4 separate regions of the Mus musculus genome follow, and regions 2, 3 and 4 are each linked to region 1. Evidence: chromatin contacts called from public HiChIP or PLAC-seq data. All regions are on one chromosome and are shown on one strand. The core of a region is the stretch at or near the end of the contact, and the rest is flanking DNA. Distances in the headings are between cores, read along the strand shown.

Region 1 (3,273 bases), core at 245-2,744:
GCACCCAAGAAGCAGGAGAAAGAGGGTCAGAACTTCAAAGATGTCCCAAGATCCAACACAGTGGGTATGAGGCCAGCCTGGGATACATGAAACTTTGAAAATATCACCCTTTAGCATCCCTTTTTCCTAAATACTTCATTACAGAGCAATAAGTTATTTCCCCAGCACTTAGGAGGCATAGGCAGGTGGATTTCTGAGTTTGAGGCCAGCCTGCTCTACAGAGTGAGTTCCAGGACAACCAGGGCTACACAGAGAAACCCTGTCTCGAAAAACAAACAAACAAACAAACAAACAAACAAGCAAAAGTTATTTCATGAAACGAGCCAAATTAAGCCAGATTAGAGTATATCTAAAGGCAGGTTATTGGAAAACCTTTCCTGGGTTAGTGAGTTCACCGATCCCAAGGATAGAGGCCAGGAAAGTCACCGTGGGGAGGGAGACAGAAGGGAGGGAGATATGCCAGCGGAATGTGTAGAGGATATGTAGAGGGTAGGTAGAGACCCAGGTTGAGACTGAAGGATGCTGGGAGAACCTGAAGGCCAGATCCACTTTGGTATGTTAAATATGCACCTCAACGCTTTGTCCACGGTCTGAAAACCAACACAGAGTAATGCTTAGTTTTGTATTTATCTTTATCCATTGAACACTATTCATATTAACATCCATTTCCAATCTAGTCTTTCTGATATCCTTAAAATTCTTCCTTACCTGACTGCCCTCTCTGGATGATGTAACTCTTTACCCATCTGCCATCTCTGCTGCGGGTTTCCTTTTTCAGCTCTCTCCTCTAGCCGCTGGGGCATTGACTTCCCAGGCTGGGTCCTAATTGCACTGCAGGACACCATCTTTCGGCCTAAATGAACATTTACATCCCATCTTCCAAACGTCTTTGCCCTGTTTTGGCTCTGACTGAATACCCCAGGCTGCCCCGCATGCCCCTGTGGACACTCGGGTTACCCGGCTTAGGCTCTTTAATATCAGTCTACAGGGTTACAGATAGATACCTGCTCCTCCCTGAAACTCCTAGAAGTCAGTGTGACTCAGCACATTTTTAAGGGTCTTCCTGGGACTGTACAAAAACTCTGTGTGTGGGGGGGGGGGCTAAGCTAGGAGAAAAATGACAAATAATAATCAAATCTGACCAACAAAATAGACAAACATGGTCCCGGGGGATGGAGAGGAAGGTTGTGGCATCAGCCCCTAGGCTCACTTACCTGTGAAGTGTCTGCAGGAGTGAGGAGGGAGCCATGGTAAGAGGGGGGCAGTTTTCTACATATATCCTGTGATTTCTGCTCTAGATATCTCGATTAAGAAATAAATGAATAAATTGGGGACTCGGCCAATGGCTCAGTGAGAGGGAACTGATGAGAGAGGCTTCTGGCAGACCAGGTGACTTCAGGAGGAAAAAAAAAATTAATTCAATTTCATCGAGTGCATTTCCTCTGGACCCAGGAATCACAGGAAATGCAATGTCTTTGAAAGGATGGAGTAGATTTCATTTTCTAGCGATCACTTTCCTTCTGCTGGTGACACACTGTTACTTCAAAGGCCTGGACCGGGGCGTGTTTCCTGTAAGGGTGAGCAGATTTGAATGACCGCTCAGGATGGACCTGCTCTGTAAGCACCCACCCCATGGGGCAGGCAATCTTGGGAATTACTGCTTTCCCGGCCCCTGCCTGCTGGGCTCGGGGCCTGGTGAGGTGATGGGGGTGGGGTAGGGGATTTCACAGTTCCCTAGCTCAATTAGGAGACAAAGCAGGATTGTTCTTAGCTTTGTTTTACGGAATTTCAATTGGGGGGGGGGTGTAAAAAAGATTCCCCGAGGACGCAAAACCCTAAATTGTTCTTGCTTTATCTTCTTGTTAAAATGTGTTGTGCATTCCTGGGCTGGAAGGCAGAGGAAATAAAGCTTCGCCGCTACCCCACGCGCCCTTCCCTATCTAGCCCTGTCAGGTCCCAAGTATTTGAGGGAGTTCTAATTACAGAGGAAACAGACTCCCTATCTGGTCTGGACTCTTGTCAGTGGAGAGTGCTCTTAAACGTTCCACATGGATTCAGGGAAATACGATTTGGAGAAGTGCTGATTTTTATTGGGCATGACTAACTCAAGCTGCATCTTTGTATTTTTTTTTCACTCCCTTTTAAGAATAATCGCTTCAAAATGATTAATGATGCCTGAAGCCACCGTCCTCACTTCCTGCGGTGAAACGCGGAACTTTTTGTGCATGTCTGGGTTTGTACAAGGGTGGGCTCCCAACTCACTGAGACAGTTTCCCATCCTGTCCAGACAGTTGGGTTATTGTTCAGGAAAGCTGAGTCTCTGGGGGGTGGGGTGGGGGCTGCAGAGAGGGGACCCTGTTCTGTCCCCCTCAGGGAGAAAAGAAAGGCTTCGCTCCAGTTACAGGAGAGTGAAATTGGTTAACCTCTCAAGGTGCCAGGACAAGCTTGTTGCTGGATTAGTTGGGTCCTAATTCTCTCTTCTCTCTCACTCCTTCTTCCCCGCCCCCTTCCCTCTCTCCCGTGTGCGCGCGCACGCGCGTGTGAATTAAGAACAAAACCTTGGTGTCTTTGAAAACCAGTAGAAACAAAAGGTCACCACCCTGCTGGGATGCAGCCATCTCTAGGTCCAGGCAGAGCTCCCCTGCCCCCCGGAACTCCCCAGGGGAGCATCCTGCCTTCTTCCTAGGATCGTCCTGGGAAAGCTGTTGCCTGGTCGTAGCCCGGAGACCGCAAGGATTCTAGCTCTAGCCGAGTCCCGCCCTCCCATCTCTGCCGGCCTAGGAGATATCTGCGGCAGCTGCAGGGGCCATTTTTTATAAATCGTATTTAGTAAAGACTGTGAGTGATTTTTGTAGATGACAGGAAAGTACTAGAATACTGGTGACTGGTTCCCCTGGTGGATTCTGAGAGGCTAGTTTGTCATGTAAATGTTTGCAACCTTCTGTCCAACTCCTCCATTCTGTCTTTGCATTTCAGTTCTGAGGAAGGCCGACTGGTGAAGTATGTACTAAAAGATTTCCTTTGTGAAGCTCAGTGCAAGCAATAACAATCTCTTCTGCCCATAAGGTATGGAGCGCCTGAGCTTTGGAGGACTGGCCACGTTAGGACTAGCTAGCTTAAAAGAGACAAGAAGGCTAACAAAATTCTCTCCACTAAAGGCGCATGCCAGGCAGTGAGCAGGGCACAAGCTTCTCTCCTGAGCAGATTCATCACAGGAGATGTCGGTGTCCAAGGGATTCATCACGTTAGAGCTTGTGAGCCCCGACTGAGAAC
Region 2 (3,136 bases), core at 32-2,531, 170 kb before region 1:
TAACTCTGGAGAAAGAGAAAGCAAAGGACAGCAAGTGCAGATGGCTAAGGAGGAGCCCAGCCAGCAGTCAGAGCATCACAGACAGAGCACACTACAACTCAGTGTCAGAACCCACTCATAGCTTAGGTTAGCGGCAGCGGCATGTCACACCCACTCCTGTAGAGTCTGCGGGACCCCGACTGGGTCTGCCTGCAGCAGCGGGCGGCGGGCAGCGACAGCGATGCAGCGTGTGATCTAGAGTAAGTCCTGCATCGCCCTCCCACCGTGTCTAGCATTCAGCGTTTAGTTATTGCAATATGTTTTGTTTCCTTGGGGCGGAAAGCAACTGCCATAAATACCATGATTTGTGCAACCGTTCATATGTGCCTAGAGATCCGTTTCATCGTTTGGTTGTTTGGTTGGAGAAGACAGCCCAAAAAAGTGAAGGAGTCTGCCGGTGCCAACTAGGAAGGACAGAGGCTCTCTCCAGGAGTTCTGCTCGGGTTGACTAAAGCTGCTGGAGGAAGCAGAGCAGTTAGTTCAATCTTAGTCCGCACTGGCCCGGGCAGCTCCAACATTCAGCGAGGAGGCCCCTTTCATCTTGGGCATCTCTGGGAAGAGGGAACTACTACAGTCAAAGAAATTGCTCCATTAGGTTGGTCCATAGGCAAGTCTGTTTTCCGATGTGAGAGGGCTCAGCCCATCGTGGGTGGTACCATCCCTGGGAAGGTGAAACAGCAGACTGAGCAAGCCGGGAAGGTGAGCCAGTAAGCAGCAGCAGCAGCAGCAGCAGCAGCAGCAGCAGCAGCAGCAGTCCTTCAGGGACCCTGCTCAGTACTTGCCTCCAGGTTCCTGCCTTGAATTACTTCCAGGAAGTCTCGGCACAGTGGGCTAGGACTGTATGCTGCAATTAAACCTTTTTCTCTCTAAGCTGCTCTGGTTATGGTGTTTTATCACGAGAATAGAAAAGTGTCCAAGACAGGCTCGGCGGGGGGGAAAGAGGGGATGGGGTGGCTTACCAAGGCACAGTGACAGGGTGCAGATACCGGGGCCCTTTGCATCCAGCAAACTGGAGAGAGAGAGAAGGCCCTGGGCAGGTTGTGCTCAAGGTATGAGGCCTATGCAACATTTCAGCGGCACTTATCTCTTCTCTAGCCTTCCCTGAGCCAAGTCCAAAGACAGAGGAGTTCTGAAGTTCCTGGGTGGCCACTGTTAGCTAGCTGCCATTCAGTGTCTCCAGCCTCCGAGGCCCTTCCCTTGCTGAGAGCCAGGGGTCTCCTGAAGATACTTGTAGTTGATAGCTCAGGGTCAGAGTAGAAGGAAGCAGCCTGAGGTGAGGCCTGGCAGCTGTAATTGGACCTGGCCCATAGGGATCAGGCGTTTGCCATTTGTTCTACTTTCCCAACACTGTAATGAAACACCGGACAGAAGTGAACCAAGAGAGAGAGAGAGATTTAACTTTTGGCTCACAGACACATGTATGTGCACAGCTCAATAGAAAACTTCAAACTTACTTAAAACACAAGATTAAAAAAATTTTTTTTTTCTTTTTCCTTTTTGTAACTCAATTGCATGAGCCTTTGTGAATGGCAACCCCTCCTTTTGAAGTGTCTGCCAGGAGGTAGATCCCATCACAATGGAGAAGGCACGCTGGCTGCCTCACCCCTGTTAGCAGAGCAATAAGAAAGGAGACAGCAGGGTGACATCCTGGCAGATTAGGAGGCGGAGTCAGGACTTGAAGGAGGGCCGGGCTATAACCCTCAAGCTCCACCCCTGGTGACCTTTGCCTACCAGCCAGACCCCACTTTTGGTTCCACATCCAAACAGTGCCATTAGCTGGGAACCAGATTCTCAAAATGAGCCTGCGGGGGACATACCAGATTCTAACCGTAACACCCTCTATGGCAGACCAAAAGAGGGCAGGTCAGGAAAAAAGAGAGATTTGACCATCTCTTCAGGTTTAGCAAGGCTGAGATAATTCTGCTCACAGGTACACTAGAGCTTGTCAGAGTCTATGCTGGGAAGCTCACAGGATAGAGCTTCCAGGACAGATGCAGCAGAAAGGTACATGCAGCCGTTCCTGCCCAGCAACGCCCCCCCCCCGCCCACCCCCCCACCCCCACCCCCACCCCCCCGGGGAACCACTGGTATTCTCAACACTGCTTTTGTCTTCAGCCTACTTCACAGAGCTCAGACATGTGCAGTGTCCCACAAGCTCTCCCCAGGTTCCCTGGAACTCTTTCCCTCTTCTTCGCATGCTGTTTGTTTATTTATTTTGATAGCGTCCTGGAATTTGATAGCAGGCTGGATTCAGTATAGCCAAGGATCTCCTAGTGGTTTGAATAGGTTTGCCCCCCCCCGTCCCCCCCCCCCCCCCCGTCCCCCTAGACTCATGTGTTTGAATGCTTGGCCATAGGGAGTGGCACTATTAGGAGGCGTGGCTTTATTGCAGCAGATGTGATCTTATTGGAGGAAATGTAGCACCGTGTTGGCGAGCATCGAGGTCTTCCTGTGCTCAAGCCCTGCCCAGTGTGGAATCAGAGTCCCTTCCTGGCTGCTTTCATATCAAGATGTAGAACTCTGGGCTTCTCCAGCACCATGTCTGCCTGCACACTGCTGATGCTCGCCACCCTGAGGATGATGGACTCAACTTTTCAAACTACAGGCTGGCCTCAATTAAATGGCTGCCTTTATAAAAGTTGCCTTGGTCACGGTGTCTCTTCACAGCAATAAAGCCCAAACTAAGACACACCACCTTGAGTTCTAGCTCCTCCTGCCTCTGCCTCTGCCTCTGAAGTGCTGGATGAAATGGGTGTACCCCCATGCCTGCCTGTGTCTTCATTTAAATATCTTCTTATGCCATCTCTGTCTTGCCAACTGCTTCATGGTGGGTGCTAACTCTGAAGGGCTACAACTGAAATCACAATATCTTATGTCCTCAGTTTGGGGCCTAGAGAGTTCTTATGTGGGCATGGTGTGTGTAGTCTTTTTAAAGAAAGAGTTGTAATGGGGATTGGACCCTCTAAGACCCAGTGTGAGCATTTTCCTTCTACAGGAATTCTTTGTTTTCTCTTTTATATTTGTGTATGTGGGGGGAGGGGTATGACTAAAGTTATTTGTTTGTTTGCTTGCTTGTTTATTTGGTGTGTGTATGTGT
Region 3 (3,417 bases), core at 809-3,308, 240 kb before region 1:
TCCTAGCTGACTCAAGCCTTTGTCACTTTGTATCCATTAACAAGTAACTCGCCTGCTCAAGCAAGGCAAAAGGAAAATCCAGCCTGACCGCCAGCTCTAAATCAAGCAAGCCGCTTTTCAGACGTTATTCAGTCCAGTAGCTGGGCTACAATCCGGGATACCCCAATACTACCAGGCACTTTAGTTGTACATTTTTCGCTCTACCTGTGGGCCACAAAGCATTCCAGCCCATTAGCAATTCAACTCCAAAGGCTTTTTAGAGCAGGCCTCCAAAATAGGGTGACAGTACCCTCTTAGTTGTGCAAATTATAAGCAAAGCATTAGCCTTTCTGTGGCAGAGAACCCCCGCTGTTTCTGCTGCATCAGGGCCTCTTCCACTGAACCTTCCACAGCAAAGAGCCTAAAACACCCACCCTTAACTTTGTTTTGCATTCCCTGGTCAGCTGTTTGGTGTCCTGCAGGCAAAATCAAGTTATAGCTATATGCACCAGACACAGAGAAGAAGTGAAAGCAGGCGACACAGCTAGCACCAAATTACAGTTCCCAGGGGGCAGACCCTTCCGCCCAGGTCTCAAATCGAGAGGGCAGAGGGGGGATCCCATTCAAATACCGTCCCAAATACAATCTACCCTGCAACCAATAAGGTTAGCACAGCCCCTGTTCTTGGCAAGGGTGCCTACCTATGGCTGGCACTCTGTGCCCAGAGAATGCCCGGCTTGACAGTTAAGTGCTAAATGAGGCAAGGGTTTTTAGGAAACCTATTAGAGAGGAAGACAGAGCAACTACTGCCAAGTGTTGGGAAAACAAGAAGAAAAGCAGATGTTACTTAAGAGCCACTTGAAAGGCCATTTGGAAAGACTAACATTTGAATACCTAACATTATTAGGTATGGAACATAGCTCGGAAGGGGGAGGTCTCCTATAAAGTTTCAACTTAAGGTTTCCCCCATTCCCCTGACTACCACCCCAGAGCTCAGAGGTTTAGAACTCTTACTCTCTTACAGAGGACCCAGGTTCGGCTCTCAGCACCCGCATTAGGGGCTCACTCCAAAATTTCATGCCCTGGGCATCTGCAGGTATCTCCACACATGCGGTACACATAAATTCATGCAGTCATATACACTTAACGAAAAAAAAACTGAAGAGACTAAAGATATCTGAATTGTTGCCACATACGGAGCTGAAAGCGACACTGGGGATACCTAGGGCCCTTAAAAGATCCGTATCTAAGGATGCACTCAGAGGAGGTTCACTCTGCAGGCTAGGACCTTGTTCCCTCCCTATCTTTGGAGTCATCTCAACTGCCCATCTGAGGCCCAACAAACTGACTCCAGCAGAGTCACGGGTTCCATTGTTATTCTGTTTTGTTTTGGTTTTTGGAGACAGGGTTTCTCTGTATAGCCCTGGCTGTCCTGGAACTCACTCTGTAGACCAGGTTGGCCTCGAACTCAGAAATCCACCTGCCTCTGCCTCCCGAGTGCTGGGATTAAAGGCGTGCGCCACCACGCCCGGCCGTTGTTATTCGGAACCCATCCTAAGTAGGGTCCCTGAGCACCTAGGGCGCGAAAGAAGAAGCATGAACAGGTCAAGTCTTGGGCTTCAGTCTGCAAAGTTTGGACCTAAGTTAGACTGGCTAGTCATGCTGTCTTCCAGTCCTGTGAGACCCAAGTAGCCCGGCGATCCTTCTCTGTGCCCAAGGTCCCCTCCCCGCTGGGTGGGGCTGCTCACCGCCGAAACGCCTCCTGTAGCAGCGAGCAGGAAGGGCCCGCTGTGGAATTGGGACTGTGGTCGATGCTGAAGTCCTCCGCGGAGATGTACAACAGCCGCGGGAACATCTGCACCGAGCGCGGGAAGGGCCATAGCGCAGGTTGCAGTCGGGCCGGGGCCACTAGGGCCAGCGACACTAGCGACACCAGCGCCTGCAGCAGCAGCAGCCCGGGGGCGCTACGCGGGGACTGCGGCATGACTGCTCCGCGAGTCTGGCTAGGCAGTCTTTGGACCAACCTTCCAGTCTGGGTCGCTGGGAAGAAAGCATCCGTGCCCGGGTCACCAAGTCAGATGACCGAGCTCCCCGCCCGGGCTCCGCCTCCGAGAGGGGATTGGCCCGGAAATTGGGGGCAGGCTCGGTGCAGAGGCGGTCGCGCTCTAGCCGGGATGCTGGGGTGTGGCTCACGCCTGTCACGCCTGAGGAACTTGTTTGTGCAGCCCACTGACAGGCAAGACCTGTCTCTTCCTCCACTCTTCAGGTAGTGTTTTTGTCACTAAATCTGACGGTGGTGGACTCTGATTGATAAAACCTCCCGAGTCAGAATTCCCAGGAGTTGACTTTGGAAGTAATGGGAGGTTAAAATTTATGCATGGAAAAAAAAATAGATAGGGGGAGCATTTAAAACTTGGGATAGACGCGATGGACTACATAAATATTAAAGTGATACAAAGAGAATATTTCTGTAGTGGAGATTAATGTCGATGTATAGTTTTCCAAGGACCTTTATAACGATTAGCTAGGGCGAACGTGCATATGTGTAATCAGAGATTACAGTATGTCTAATCACAGGAAGGCAACTTAGTAAGTAAATAGATGCTAGAAGATTGCTGGAGAGATGGCTCAGCAGTTAAGAACTCTGTTCTCAAAAAGAACCGGGGGGGGGGGTCAATTTCCAGCACCCACTTGGTGGCTCACAACTGCCAATAACTCCAGTCCCAGGGAATACTTCACCCTTCTGGCCTCTGAGGTTACCAGGCACGCATGTGGTACACAGATGTACATACAGATAAAACACCCATACACATTGTGGGGGCTATTCCCGGTTGTCATCTTGTCTATATCTGGAATGAACTACAATCTAGAATTAGAGGGCTCACCTGTGATCCAGATCTTGAGGCTGGGAGACACAAGATTCTGACCTAGATCTTGACACAGAGATCTTGAGACATAGTGGCCATGAAAAGCTTAGGCCCAGGCTAGGTAGGACACACCTTTAATCCCAGGAGAATGAGGCAAGGAGAGCTTTGAGTTCAAGGTCAGCCTGGAACAAAGCAAGTCCCAGATCCAAGCCTGTTGGTATTTACCTTATAATCTGGGCCACACCTTCTGCTGAGGCCTACATAAGGACTTTGGAAGAAGGAGGATTCATTCTTCGCCTGCTTGCACTTAGTTGCCAACACATCTGTTAGAACCTACTTCTGCAGAAGACCAGCTGAAACAATGAGCCTCGTGGGCCTGAGCAGCTACTAGACTCTTGGACTTCCTATTCACAGCTGACCATTGTTGGGTTAGTTGGACTACAGGCTGTAAGTCATCACAGTAAATTCCCTTAATATTTGGAGACATTCTATAAGTTCTGTGACTCTAAAGAACCCTGACTAATACACACACAGGAAAAAAAAATTTTTTTAAAAAAAAAGAAGACTGCTA
Region 4 (3,404 bases), core at 336-2,835, 210 kb before region 1:
GGCACCTGAGAGTTCTCTCACTTCTGGTGCCAAGCTTGGGGTCTACCCTCAATTTATTAGTCAGCTGGACCGTCAGATACCCACCCAAAGCTGTTACCCTCAGCCATAAAGACACAGCCAGCCAGAGGAGAGGAGCTGCATTGGGCAGAGACTGGAAGGCTCTGAAGCAAATGTTTACCATACTCAGTCCACATCTTTCTGTCGCTGATGCGCTGTGTGACACTGTGTACTGTCTGACAGTACACAGGACTATTATCAGACAGGAAAACTCACCTAAACCTTGGTGTTCAGAGGTTTTATCAGGACCCCATTTTACAGGCTTGATCGAATGTGGATCTGGTCCATTTCAGCATCCAGGATGACCCAGATGTGATGCTAAAGCCCCCACCGTAAATCACTTGGTCGGTCTTTCTCACCGGGAAGCTCCCACTTTGCACTGTGGTGGGTCTGGGCACTGCCTCTAAATGAAGACAGAAGCTAAGGGCAAGGGCCAGGCCTCTCTCTGAACAACATCAACTTCCTAACTGCACAGGCTCCTTTCCTAATTGACACGGTTGGTGGTCCTCCAGGAGAGTGCTCACTGAGAAGCATCAGAGACCTCTGGGAGCTGGCAATTTGCCAGAGGGTGCTGGTCTTCAAATTCAGGTGCCTTGGTCTTCATTCTCCTTATTTCCAGACGTGTCCCTAGGATGCGTCCAGCTACGTCTGATAAAGTCCCCGGTGCTGTGGTGCTCAGCTCACAGACACTAGAATGTTCCCCAGCCAAAGGTTCTGGAGCCCCTTATTCTGGGCCTAAAGACAGCTGACATCTCTGGAAGTCAATTATCTGCCATCGTCCAGATGTGTGAACACCTGCCTTGGAGGTTTGGGGAACACCAGTGTATCGGAGTCAGAGACTATGTTGCTCAATTTGAAACTGAACAGGAAAGCCTGGACTTTGTACACACAGCAAAGGGGGAGGCTGGGGACAAAGGACGCCTGACAACCTGGGAGGCCGAGTTAATAGTGAGCAGTCAAAGAAGAGTATAGAGTACAGAGGTTCGTTACAAAGTATCAGGGATTTGTTACAAAATGTGACCGAGGGAAAGGATGTGGATGTAGCCGAGTCCTTAGAGGGCTTGCTTAGAATGCACAAAGCCCTGGGGTTGATACCCAGCACTAAGTAAAGCTGAAATGGTGACACAGTCTTGTAATCCTAGCACTTGGGAGATGGAGGCTGGAGTATCAGGACTCTACTCACGAGGTGGAGTTCTGGAGAAAAATGAGGCAGAGTGAGGCAGGAGGAGGGGACTTGTTAGCTTAGAGTCTAGACATTGAAGGAGAGACTTGTGCGTGGTGGTGGGGGGGGGGGCAGGGAGAGGGAGGGAGGGAGGGAGAGAGAGAGAGAGCCTGATCATGTGATTTTTGGAAAGTGTGAACGCAGGTCTCCAGACCAGAGTGTTTGGTATATAGAGCCAACAAAGATAACAACGTGGCCAGAGGTGATGATGAGGGTCTCTACACAGGTCCTCAGGGGGAGGAGTGACTAGTTAGTTCATGAGACTGAGACAGGAACAACAAAAGCCCGCAAGCACTCACGTATGCATGCACACCCACTCGCTTTATTTTAATTTTCAACCTTGAAAGTCTGTTCTGCCTCCTATCCCTGTGTTGACAGAAGTAACTGCTCAGGCGCAGCTGAAAGACTAAAACGATTCAATTCGTAGTAGGAAGGTTTATGCAGTGACCAAGGGAAGCAATGAAGGCGGAAGGTGGCGTGCGGTTGGCCAGTAGCACCAGCGCGGGGGAAGATGGAAGATGCTATGCGCGCGCCTCTCCTTGTGCTGCTTCCCGGGAGGCCGCTTCGGTTAAGCTGTGGGGTTTTAAGGAGCTGAGTGCGTGTTTCTTTTGGATCTGCTTAGACCAGCCCCAAGGTGGCCCCACTCTCCTCAGGTTTCCTTCCTGTTAAGTGTCCTTGCCGTGATTGATGAAGTAGCCATTGGATAGCCTTTTCTAGGTTACTCGGAATATTTTCTTTTCCTTGAAGAATTTTTCAAAATGCCCTGGTTTCCTTTTTTAATTAGAATATTTATGTAACAGGTAACTTCAGCTGGAGTCTCGGATTTGCTGTTGACAGCTGAGAGACCTCAGGCACATAACCAGATCTTTCTAAACACTGGTGTTCTTATCCATAAATGGAGATCATTTTGAGACGTTTGCATTTTTTTTGAGACTAAATGATATTGTACATGTGAAAAATAATACAAATGAGAGTCATTATTTTAATGGAGTTAAAACAATTACCCATTAGGACAATAACATGCTGACTAAGTACACGTAGAAGAGATTTAGGAAGCTATATTTTTAATCACACTTATTTATTTTGTGTGTGTGCCATGCTGTAAGTTAGAGGCCACCCCTTGGGAGCTGGTAGGGGTCGAACCTGGTCAGGCTTAGTGGCAATAGTCTTTACCAGCTGAGCCATCTCGCCAGCCTTAGGAAGCATTAAAATGAATAATTCAGTACAATATCACATTAGTTGGGCACAGATGTGAGTAGTAGTTCCTTTTTTAAATTATTTATTTATTTGTGTATGTATGAGAGAAATAGAGAGAGGTACAGAAAAAGAGAGAAGAGAGACAGAGAAAGAGACAGAGAGAGAGACAGACAGACAGAGAGAGAGAGAGACAGACAGAGAAAGAGAGACACAGAGAGAGACAGAGACAGAGACAGAGAGTGTATGAGCTCATCATAGTATGGGAGGCCAGAGGAGGGTATTGGATCACAGTTCTTAGTAGGACTCTCAGCTTGTTATGTGGGGTCTAAACACTGGTCCTCAAGGTGGCTCAGCAAGCACTTTCTTTGGTTTTTAATAATTTCTCTTGCTTATGAGATTATAATACAATTGCTCTCCCCTTTCTCTCCTCTGAAACCCTGTCATCTACTGCTTCTTGCTTCTTTTCAAATACATGTCCTCTTTATTCACTAACTGTCAGTCATCAGCCTTAACCCCCGAACTCTTAGCCTATCTACCCCTGGTAGGTCCTAATTGGAAAAGACAACATGTGAACCTTAGAGTGAAGTATATTTGATCAAATACTATTTTCCTTCCTTCCTTATTTCAGAGGTTTTGAGAAGAATTTTCTCTTATTAATAATCACAATGATCTTCCTCAATTATAACAGTCACAATCGCCTAGTGTTTATTAAAGGTATAGCTCAAAAATATATACCAGCAAGGCACATACACCCAGAAAAGGCTTCCTATTATACAGAGAAGTTTTAGGTAATAACATATAAAGCAAGAACAATAATGATGGCCACAGTGTTGGCTTTGTTGTATAAAGGGGAATCGGTTTCTTTAAAATACAGCATATTGTTTTTTTTGCTGCTTAAAGTCCCTTGCATTTAATAATAGTTCAGTGT

Evidence for each region. HiChIP or PLAC-seq counts read pairs in DNA pulled down with a chosen protein or histone mark.
Region 2: an RNA polymerase II HiChIP or PLAC-seq map of embryonic stem cells shows a contact between it and region 1, with 17 read pairs. The contact joins the enhancer-like site here to the promoter of Lncenc1 in region 1. A contact is called at or near these places in 2 of 39 promoter capture datasets (the C10 cell line and the SN4741 cell line), 8 of 484 Hi-C or Micro-C datasets (conventional dendritic cells, embryonic fibroblasts, embryonic stem cells and 2 more), 16 of 115 datasets of contacts at active chromatin or transcription factors (astrocytes, bone marrow-derived macrophages, embryonic basal ganglia and 9 more) and 1 of 9 other capture datasets (embryonic stem cells).
Region 3: an H3K4me3 HiChIP or PLAC-seq map of embryonic stem cells shows a contact between it and region 1, with 12 read pairs. The contact joins the promoter of Hexb here to the promoter of Lncenc1 in region 1. A contact is called at or near these places in 1 of 39 promoter capture datasets (embryonic stem cells), 4 of 115 datasets of contacts at active chromatin or transcription factors (embryonic stem cells, large pre-B cells and memory CD8 T cells) and 1 of 9 other capture datasets (liver).
Region 4: a contact with region 1 is called in an H3K27ac HiChIP or PLAC-seq map of embryonic stem cells, with 17 read pairs. The contact joins the enhancer-like site here to the promoter of Lncenc1 in region 1. A contact is called at or near these places in 1 of 39 promoter capture datasets (fetal liver), 35 of 484 Hi-C or Micro-C datasets (B cells, CD4 T cells, CD8 T cells and 17 more), 15 of 115 datasets of contacts at active chromatin or transcription factors (DN3 thymocytes, embryonic forebrain, embryonic hindbrain and 6 more) and 1 of 9 other capture datasets (embryonic stem cells).

What each region holds. Positions count from the first base shown.
Region 1 is chr13:97,433,476-97,436,748 of GRCm38.p6, forward strand. It overlaps Lncenc1 (long non-coding RNA, embryonic stem cells expressed 1), which reads left to right and starts at 1,495. Exons shown (of 2, transcript NR_110432.1): 1 at 1,495-1,617.
Region 2 is chr13:97,259,295-97,262,430 of GRCm38.p6, forward strand. No RefSeq gene overlaps it. Among named protein-coding and RNA genes, the nearest start is that of Enc1, 20 kb to the left of the region's middle. Within about 2 kb of position 1,282, at least 23 of the 459 cell types and tissues checked have an H3K27ac peak or open chromatin away from gene starts, as enhancers often do. A contact at or near this core is called in embryonic stem cells, epiblast stem cells and stem cell-derived epiblast-like cells, where this site is marked.
Region 3 is chr13:97,196,299-97,199,715 of GRCm38.p6, forward strand. Hexb (hexosaminidase B) reads right to left here and starts at 2,059. Exons shown (of 14, transcript NM_010422.2): 1 at 1,728-2,059. The coding sequence starts at 1,963.
Region 4 is chr13:97,223,541-97,226,944 of GRCm38.p6, forward strand. No RefSeq gene overlaps it. Among named protein-coding and RNA genes, the nearest start is that of Enc1, 16 kb to the right of the region's middle. Within about 2 kb of position 1,586, at least 20 of the 459 cell types and tissues checked have an H3K27ac peak or open chromatin away from gene starts, as enhancers often do. A contact at or near this core is called in embryonic stem cells, kidney and liver, where this site is marked.